Regions from separate parts of the Mus musculus genome. Here region 2 is linked to region 1. The links are chromatin contacts, called in public HiChIP or PLAC-seq maps. All regions are on one chromosome and are shown on one strand. The core of a region is the stretch at or near the end of the contact, and the rest is flanking DNA. Distances in the headings are between cores, read along the strand shown.

Region 1 (3,526 bases), core at 384-2,883:
CCCGGCTTACGTTTAAACTTTCCTCTAGTAATGAATGGACGTCTTGGCCTACCACAGCATCTGTTTGTTTGTTTGTGTGTTTGTTTGTTTTTCTGGGCAGGGTTCCTCTGCATAACCCTGGCTATCCTGTAATCCCAGTGCCTCCTCTGGGATTAAAGGCTCAGACCACCACCTCAAGGCCCTACCATACATTCGTAATTCTTGATTCTCACATAAGTTATCCAGAACAAATTAAAAATGGCATAGGTAAGAAACACAAACACATATGCGTACACATGGAACTTGTGTGTGCGCGCTCACACATACAGAGAGAGAGAGAGAGAGAGACTCAGTGAATTATTCAATAGTATTAAGAAACTTGAAGAGACATCAGTAAAAAATGAGAATACACATTTATCAGCAAAGACTTGAGGGCATATGGGTGAATAGCAGGTTCCAACTTTCTCAGTAATCGTCTTGGATGGAGAGGTTGGAGGACACAGAGCTGATATCTTAAGGTATAGACAGAATGGCTGCAGAATTTACATTTTTCGCTAAACACATAAACCTGATGATACAAGAACCCGAGAAAACTTGAGGCTGAATAAATTCATAGAAAAGCTGAACTCTAGACAGAAATAAGGAATTTTCAATGAAATGTACACCTTTCATCAAATGGATTCAAGCTTCACCATTCAGGAAAAGCTACTACTTTGGGGAGAGAACCAGAAAAATAATCTGTTTTGTTTTGTTTTGCTTTTTCCTAGACAGTAAGGTAAGAGCTTCAATTAAACTACTGGTTTTTCCTTGTTTTGCTTTTTAGGGCAGAGTATGATTCTTAACTTTTCCCGAAGTTTCATAAATACTAGGGATTAATATGGAGCAAAAACCCTTTTTCTTAGTTCTTTTTGTGAATATTACACATTTACTTATTGCTAAGCTCCATAGCTGAAAAGAGTGAATCAAAACAGATAAAACTTTAAAATGAGACCTGTAAGGTAGTCAAATCTCTCCCTTGTCACACTTTCTAGTTTAAGCCTTAGGGTAAGCAGACTATTTCGCAGGAAAGTTTATACCACAGTAGTCGAAAAATAGCGGCAGAATCCGTTCACACACTAAAGTTTACTAATGTGGATGCGTCTGATCTAAGCACAACCAAACCTTACCAAAATGAATCAAATTCTCTCCATCTACTGCAGCCATCTGGTGCTGTCAGTATCACGTCACTCTCTCCAGTTTTGTTCTTGCCTGACTGGTCATCTCACACCCCTCTTCTCCTCATCTTTGGTACAGACTCGTTGTGATGGTACAACCTTACTCCTCCCCATAGTCACGAAAGAACCACAAGCTTCTTGGGCTGGGGCTCTTGTGATTTTCCTTTCCACACTGCAGGGCACTGAGCCCAGGGCCAAGTGCACGCTGAACTCACTAAGTTATGCCCTCAGCTTCTCAAAACTGCGTATTCTCCAAGCAGACTACGACCACAGCTGGAGTCACCTACCAGCTCATTCACTCCATTCCCAAAACCTTACCTTAAGCCCTATTGCATTGGCCTGTGTTCCCTCCCCTGCCTTACACCCACACGTCAGATTCTTCACTGTCCCTCAAAACTCAGCGTTTATCTGACTACCCAAGAGGAAGGTCTCTGTGCCCACATCCTCGGTACAGTGACAACAGAAAACAGGAAGAAGTCAGTTCCCCAACCGTCACTGCACTGGGCATGTTTTATCTGACTACAATCATGAACTTGGATAAATATGTCTAACAATCTGGACCCTTATATGAGTAGAGCTGGGTTTGTAATGCTATAGAACATCCTGACTAAACCTAACTCAGGGAGTCAAGGGTTTATTTTGCCTTACAAATCTAGATCACAGTCTATCATTGAGGGGAGTCAGAACAGGAACTCAAGGCAGGAACTGAAGCAGAGGCCTTGGAGGACTGCTTTCTTCTAGCATTCACCCCCTGAACTGCTCAGCCTGCTTCTTAGACCACACAAGACCACCTGACCAGGGGTAGCACAGCCCCAAGTGGAATGGGTCCACACACATCAACCATTAATCAAATAAAACAAAACAAAAAACAAAGGGGCAGAACTCGCACAATCTTACCCACAAGGCACTCTAGTAGGCGCATTTTCTCAACTGAAGGCCAATCTATCGGAGGCAACTGTCCTCCAACTGAGGCTCCCTCCTTGCAGATGTCTCTAGTTTATGTCAAGGTGACACAAAAAGTAGCCAGTACATGTCTTATATTCTTGGGAACATCTTAGGTGTGTGTACTCTTATTTATGCATCTTAAACTAATATTGTACTTGAGTAGAAAAGAGGAAGTGAGCTATTTTCTGTTTCTTGACTACAAGCACACTGCTTCAAGCTCCTCCCCCTAGGTTCCCCACACACCATGGATCCTTCTCCTTTCTCTCTCTTCTTCTAAGATTTATGTATTGTATTTATATGAGTACACTGTAGCTGTTTTCAGACACACCAGAAGAGGGCATCAGATCCCATTACAGATGATTGGGGGCCACCATGTGGTTGCTGGGAATTGAACTCAGGACCTCTGGAAGAGCAGTCTGTGCTCTTAACTGCTGAGCCATTTCTCCAGCCCCTCTTTTCTCTCTTAAGTGACTCTAGTCAAGGTAATTTATTATAGCAAAAAAAAAAAAGTAGCCAAGATCTACTGTAACATCTGCTGCTGCTGTTATTATTAAGATGTAAAATCCTGACAGGGGAATTGGTATTCTCTCAAGTCTATGCTAGAATGGCCACACGTTGTACAAGGAAAATGAGTAAATAAAAGTAACTATAGCATTTTTAATAACACCACACCAACACTTTCAGTTCAAACTCACAAAACAAACTTTTATTTTTATAACTACAGTCCTTATTTTTAATTTGCCAAAAATCTCAGTTCAGACACACACACACACACACACACACACACACACACACACACACAGTTCTTGATACTTTTTAGAAGTCAATCCATTACCACCTGTTAATCTTACAATCAGCAACCAACAGCTTCAGAATAAGTACAGCTACATTAACACAGTAAACACAGTGCTTTTGACCCTCAGAATATATATGAATGTGAGTACACTGTTGGTCCCTTCAGACACACCAGAAGAGGGCATTGCATCCCATTACAGATGGTTATAAAACACCATGTGGTTGCTGGGAATTGAACTCAGGACCTCTGGAAGAGCAGTCAGCGCTCTTAACCACTGAGCCATCTCTCCAGCCCAGAATATATTCTTTTAGGATGTTAAAAAAAAAAAAAATCACACTATAACATCCAGAAATTATTTGAAATAATTCTCTCTGTGGCTATGCCTTCAACTCTACTTAAAAGCACATCCCTTTGTTACAATTAACTGCAATATTTAAGGATGGAACTCAACAGGACAGCAAATATTTTTAATAACACAAATCAGTGTGCCCAAAATAACACATAATGGTGGAGGTGTGGCTTGGCTGGTAGAATACTTACCTTGTATACACTGAGTTCTGGATTGGATCTGGTCAAGATATAAACCAGGTGT
Region 2 (3,526 bases), core at 637-3,136, 150 kb after region 1:
AATCAGGTCCAAGCATTCAAACATGAACCTATGGAGTCTATTCTCATTCAAACTACCACAGAACCTGTTTCCAACTTCTAATATTATTTCAGTCTATGTGTGCTTTTGCCATTGAGGCATGTTTCTTGCATATAATAAATAGCAGGGAAATTATATTTACTATTTAACTGTGTGTGTGCACATGCGCCTGAGTGTGTGTCTGTGCATCACGTATGTGCAGGAGCCCGGAGAGATCAGAAAAAGATCCCCTGCAACTGGAGACATGGGTAGTTGAGAACTACATGTGGGTAGATCACCAAACTCAGGTCCTCAGCAAAAGCATAAGCGTTCTTAACCACTGAGCCACCTCTCCAGTCCCTGGAAATTATTTTTTAATCCAATCAGGTAGTTTGCATCTTTTGAGAGTTAAGAGCATTTTATGTTATGTTACTATTGAGAAGTATTTGCTGGTTCCTGTAATTCTGTTGATAGTTTTCCTAACTGGGTTAAATACTATTCCATGTTTCTTGTGTGCATCTCCTAGGGGCTCACTGGTATAGTGAGACAGATATGCTGACATCTCTTCTGCCATAAACTTCATTCTTTCCTGGGTCGGTCGATGGATGACTTTCTTCCTCTTCTGTGAATGGCCAGTCCTGGCTGCTGCTTTTTCTTTTATTATTCCTTCCTTCCTTCCTTCCTTCCTTCCTTCCTTCCTTCCTTCCTTCCTTCCTTCTTCTTTCCTTCTTTCAGGGCCTTATATGTCCTTGGTTGGCCTGGAACTTGATTTGTAGATGAAGAAGACCTTGGGTTTCTGATCCTCCTGCCTCCACTTCTTAGGTGCTGAGATCACAGACGTGTGCTCCCTTGCCTAGGTTTATACAGTGCTGCGGATTCCAGAGCCTGGGGCTTCTTAGGCAAACACTTTACCCTGCTTTAGCTCCTGTGTGTAACACTTCTTCAAGCAGGCATTCGCAATGCTCGTGTATTCCTTGTGAATTAATTTAGTTTGTGCTTATACTGGAATTCCATGTCTGGATTGGTTCTCAGAGATAAGTGTGAGACATGGCAGTATTGGTTGTCATTTATTTATTGTTTGCGCTTAAAATGGGTCATTATGTGCTTAGCTGGCTTTATAAACAGGGCATCAGTTTTTACTTGGAACTTACTTCTCGCTGGTGTCCACATCTTTCCCTAGCATCCAGGATTTTTCTGCTATGATTCAGCTGCACATACTTTCAACGCCTTCACTGTGTCTATTAGGGATGTCTGTCTCTCACTCCCTTGACAGAGACAGAATTCTTAAGAATATACTCGATGGTTGTGGTGGTGGTGGAGCACGCCTCTAATCCCAGCACTCAGAGGCAAAAGCAGGTGGATCGCTGAGTTAGAGGCCAGCCTGGTCTACAGATTCCAGGCCAGCCAGGAATACACAGAGAAACCTTGTCTCAAAAAGACCAAAAACAAAAACAAGCACACAAACGAAAAGTTTAGAAATACTTTAAACCTAGTAAAAATCAATTGTTAGAATTGGAATGGCTTCTTCCTAGATCCAGGTCTCCCAGGACTGTGTTTAGGGGAGTGACTGTTGAAGCGTAGTCCTTTGCCATTTTGCCTGCTCTGGCTGTTTTGCCTAGGTTCAAGCCATCCTAGCAGGACTGAAAATGTTTTAAAGATACTTGGGTGCCTTCCCATCATACTATTGAAAACAGTAGTTTCAAGAAATTTGGAATTTTCCAGGGAATTTGATCCTGCGAGAAGAAAAAACCTGGGCACAGTGCCAACCACAGGAGGCGCTTGTCTCTCAGATGGGTATTTACTTCACACAGTCCTGACAGCTAATCACGCCAGTTCACTTCACTGGAGCCAAGCAGTGATGAGCATGACCACACCTTGGCCAGTGTGCTTAGTCATGCACACCCTTGTCTTCCATTTAAGTCTAAGCCTGAGCTGGCAAGCTGGCTCAGTCAGTGACGTGGTTGCCACCCAACCATGAGAACCTAAGTTCAGTTCCTCAGAACCCACATAAAACAAAACAAAACAAAACAAAAGCCTAGGTGTGTGGCGAGATCTTAGACTCCAGGTGTTAAGTGGAGACAGACAGATTCCTGAAGCCTGGCTAGTGACTTAGGGACCTCCAGCTTCAGTGAAAGACCCCATCTCAAAGAATAAAGTGGAGGTGGTGGAGAAAGATATTCCATACCAAGTACCTTCTGGACTGCAAGTGCACATGGACAAGTGCACGCACACACACACACACACACACACACACACACACGCACACAGACAGACAGACAGACAGACAGACACACACACACACACACACTATACAAAAACTCAAGCCAGGAAGCTGAAGATGAATTTGAGGGATGGTTAGTATACCTTTGTTCCTCTTTCCATTCAGTTGTGGCTACATATAATAAATTTCCTTTTTCTGTCTTTAACTATGCTGTGTATGAGTGTTTTAACTGGCCTCTGGAGGTGGGTGGCTGAGCCACGGTGGGGCCAGGCTCTGACCCTAACAACTGTGGTAACAAAGCCAGTCAAGAATCACTTGTCCGTCACACTGCATTCACTATAGATGCCTCCCTTCATTGCACAGCAGAACCCAGTGCTAGTCACACTTAGCTTTGTGGTCTGTGGGGCCAGTAGGTTCTCACTTCCCCTAGACACCACTGTCTTTATGTAGCCTGAATTGGCTAAAGCCCCAGCCAATAGATGTTGTCTGAAGTGTGTCAGAAGCAACCAGCAGAGTTCAGCAGGAGGAGGGAGAACTTGGGAACTCAAACCTCTGTCTGCCAATGTTACTCACAACTTTCCAGTCCCACCCAGTGTAAGAAGCGGAAATGATTACTAAACTGAGGCAAGACAGAGACACTCAGAGCAGAGCAGAGCCCCTTACTCAGAAATCATGTTGATGCCTCTTCCCCTCAGAGATACAAGAATTGCAGCACTATTAACAACTGCTTAGAGCCCTTCTCCCTTCATAGCTATAAACCTGCAATTTCCTAGTAATCTCACCTGAAAGCCATTTATAGGGAAAGGATGTGTCCTAAGCCTGTTGTGTAGCCCTGGTGGCTTCAGAATTTACCTTATGAGACTGAAATTCCATTCAAGTTATGCCCGAATCACCTTATAATATCACTCATCTAAAGAGAGAGAGAGAGAGAAAAGAAAAACAACAAAACAAGGTCTCTTTGCAAACTTGAAGATGTACCTTGCAAACCACCAGAAAGGCATATATGGCCAATGCTGAGACAAGTACAGCGCCCCCTTGAGCCCATACACAAACTTGGCGACTCTGGAGCCCACAGCCATGCTCTCTAGCATGTCTTCTTAGTTTTTTCTGCTGACATGTTTAAAGTCTATATTAAAATATCTTTAATGAAGCAGGGCAGTAGGGGCACATGCCAAATGCCTTTAATCCCAGCACTTAGGAGTCAGAGGCAGGTAGATCTCTGAGTTTGAGGCCAACCTGATCTACAGAGCAAGTTCCAAGATAGCCAGGACTACATAGAGAAACTCTGTCTCGAAAAACCAAAACCAA

The links. HiChIP or PLAC-seq counts read pairs in DNA pulled down with a chosen protein or histone mark.
Region 2: an H3K27ac HiChIP or PLAC-seq map of the HPC-7 cell line shows a contact between it and region 1, with 7 times the contacts expected there. The contact joins two enhancer-like sites. A contact is called at or near these places in 5 of 484 Hi-C or Micro-C datasets (the HPC-7 cell line, bone marrow-derived macrophages, erythroblasts and 2 more), 4 of 115 datasets of contacts at active chromatin or transcription factors (the HPC-7 cell line, effector CD8 T cells, embryonic stem cells and 1 more) and 2 of 9 other capture datasets (adipose tissue and liver).

What each region holds. Positions count from the first base shown.
Region 1 is chr2:60,017,703-60,021,228 of GRCm38.p6, forward strand. The region is part of intron 2 of Baz2b (bromodomain adjacent to zinc finger domain, 2B); the gene reads right to left. Among named protein-coding and RNA genes, the nearest start is that of Gm13572, 18 kb to the right of the region's middle. Within about 2 kb of position 1,634, at least 140 of the 459 cell types and tissues checked have an H3K27ac peak or open chromatin away from gene starts, as enhancers often do. A contact at or near this core is called in the HPC-7 cell line, adipose tissue, bone marrow-derived macrophages and 2 more, where this site is marked.
Region 2 is chr2:60,170,120-60,173,645 of GRCm38.p6, forward strand. It overlaps a transcript of Baz2b not described here. Among named protein-coding and RNA genes, the nearest start is that of Marchf7, 38 kb to the right of the region's middle. Within about 2 kb of position 1,887, at least 174 of the 459 cell types and tissues checked have an H3K27ac peak or open chromatin away from gene starts, as enhancers often do. A contact at or near this core is called in the HPC-7 cell line, adipose tissue, bone marrow-derived macrophages and 2 more, where this site is marked.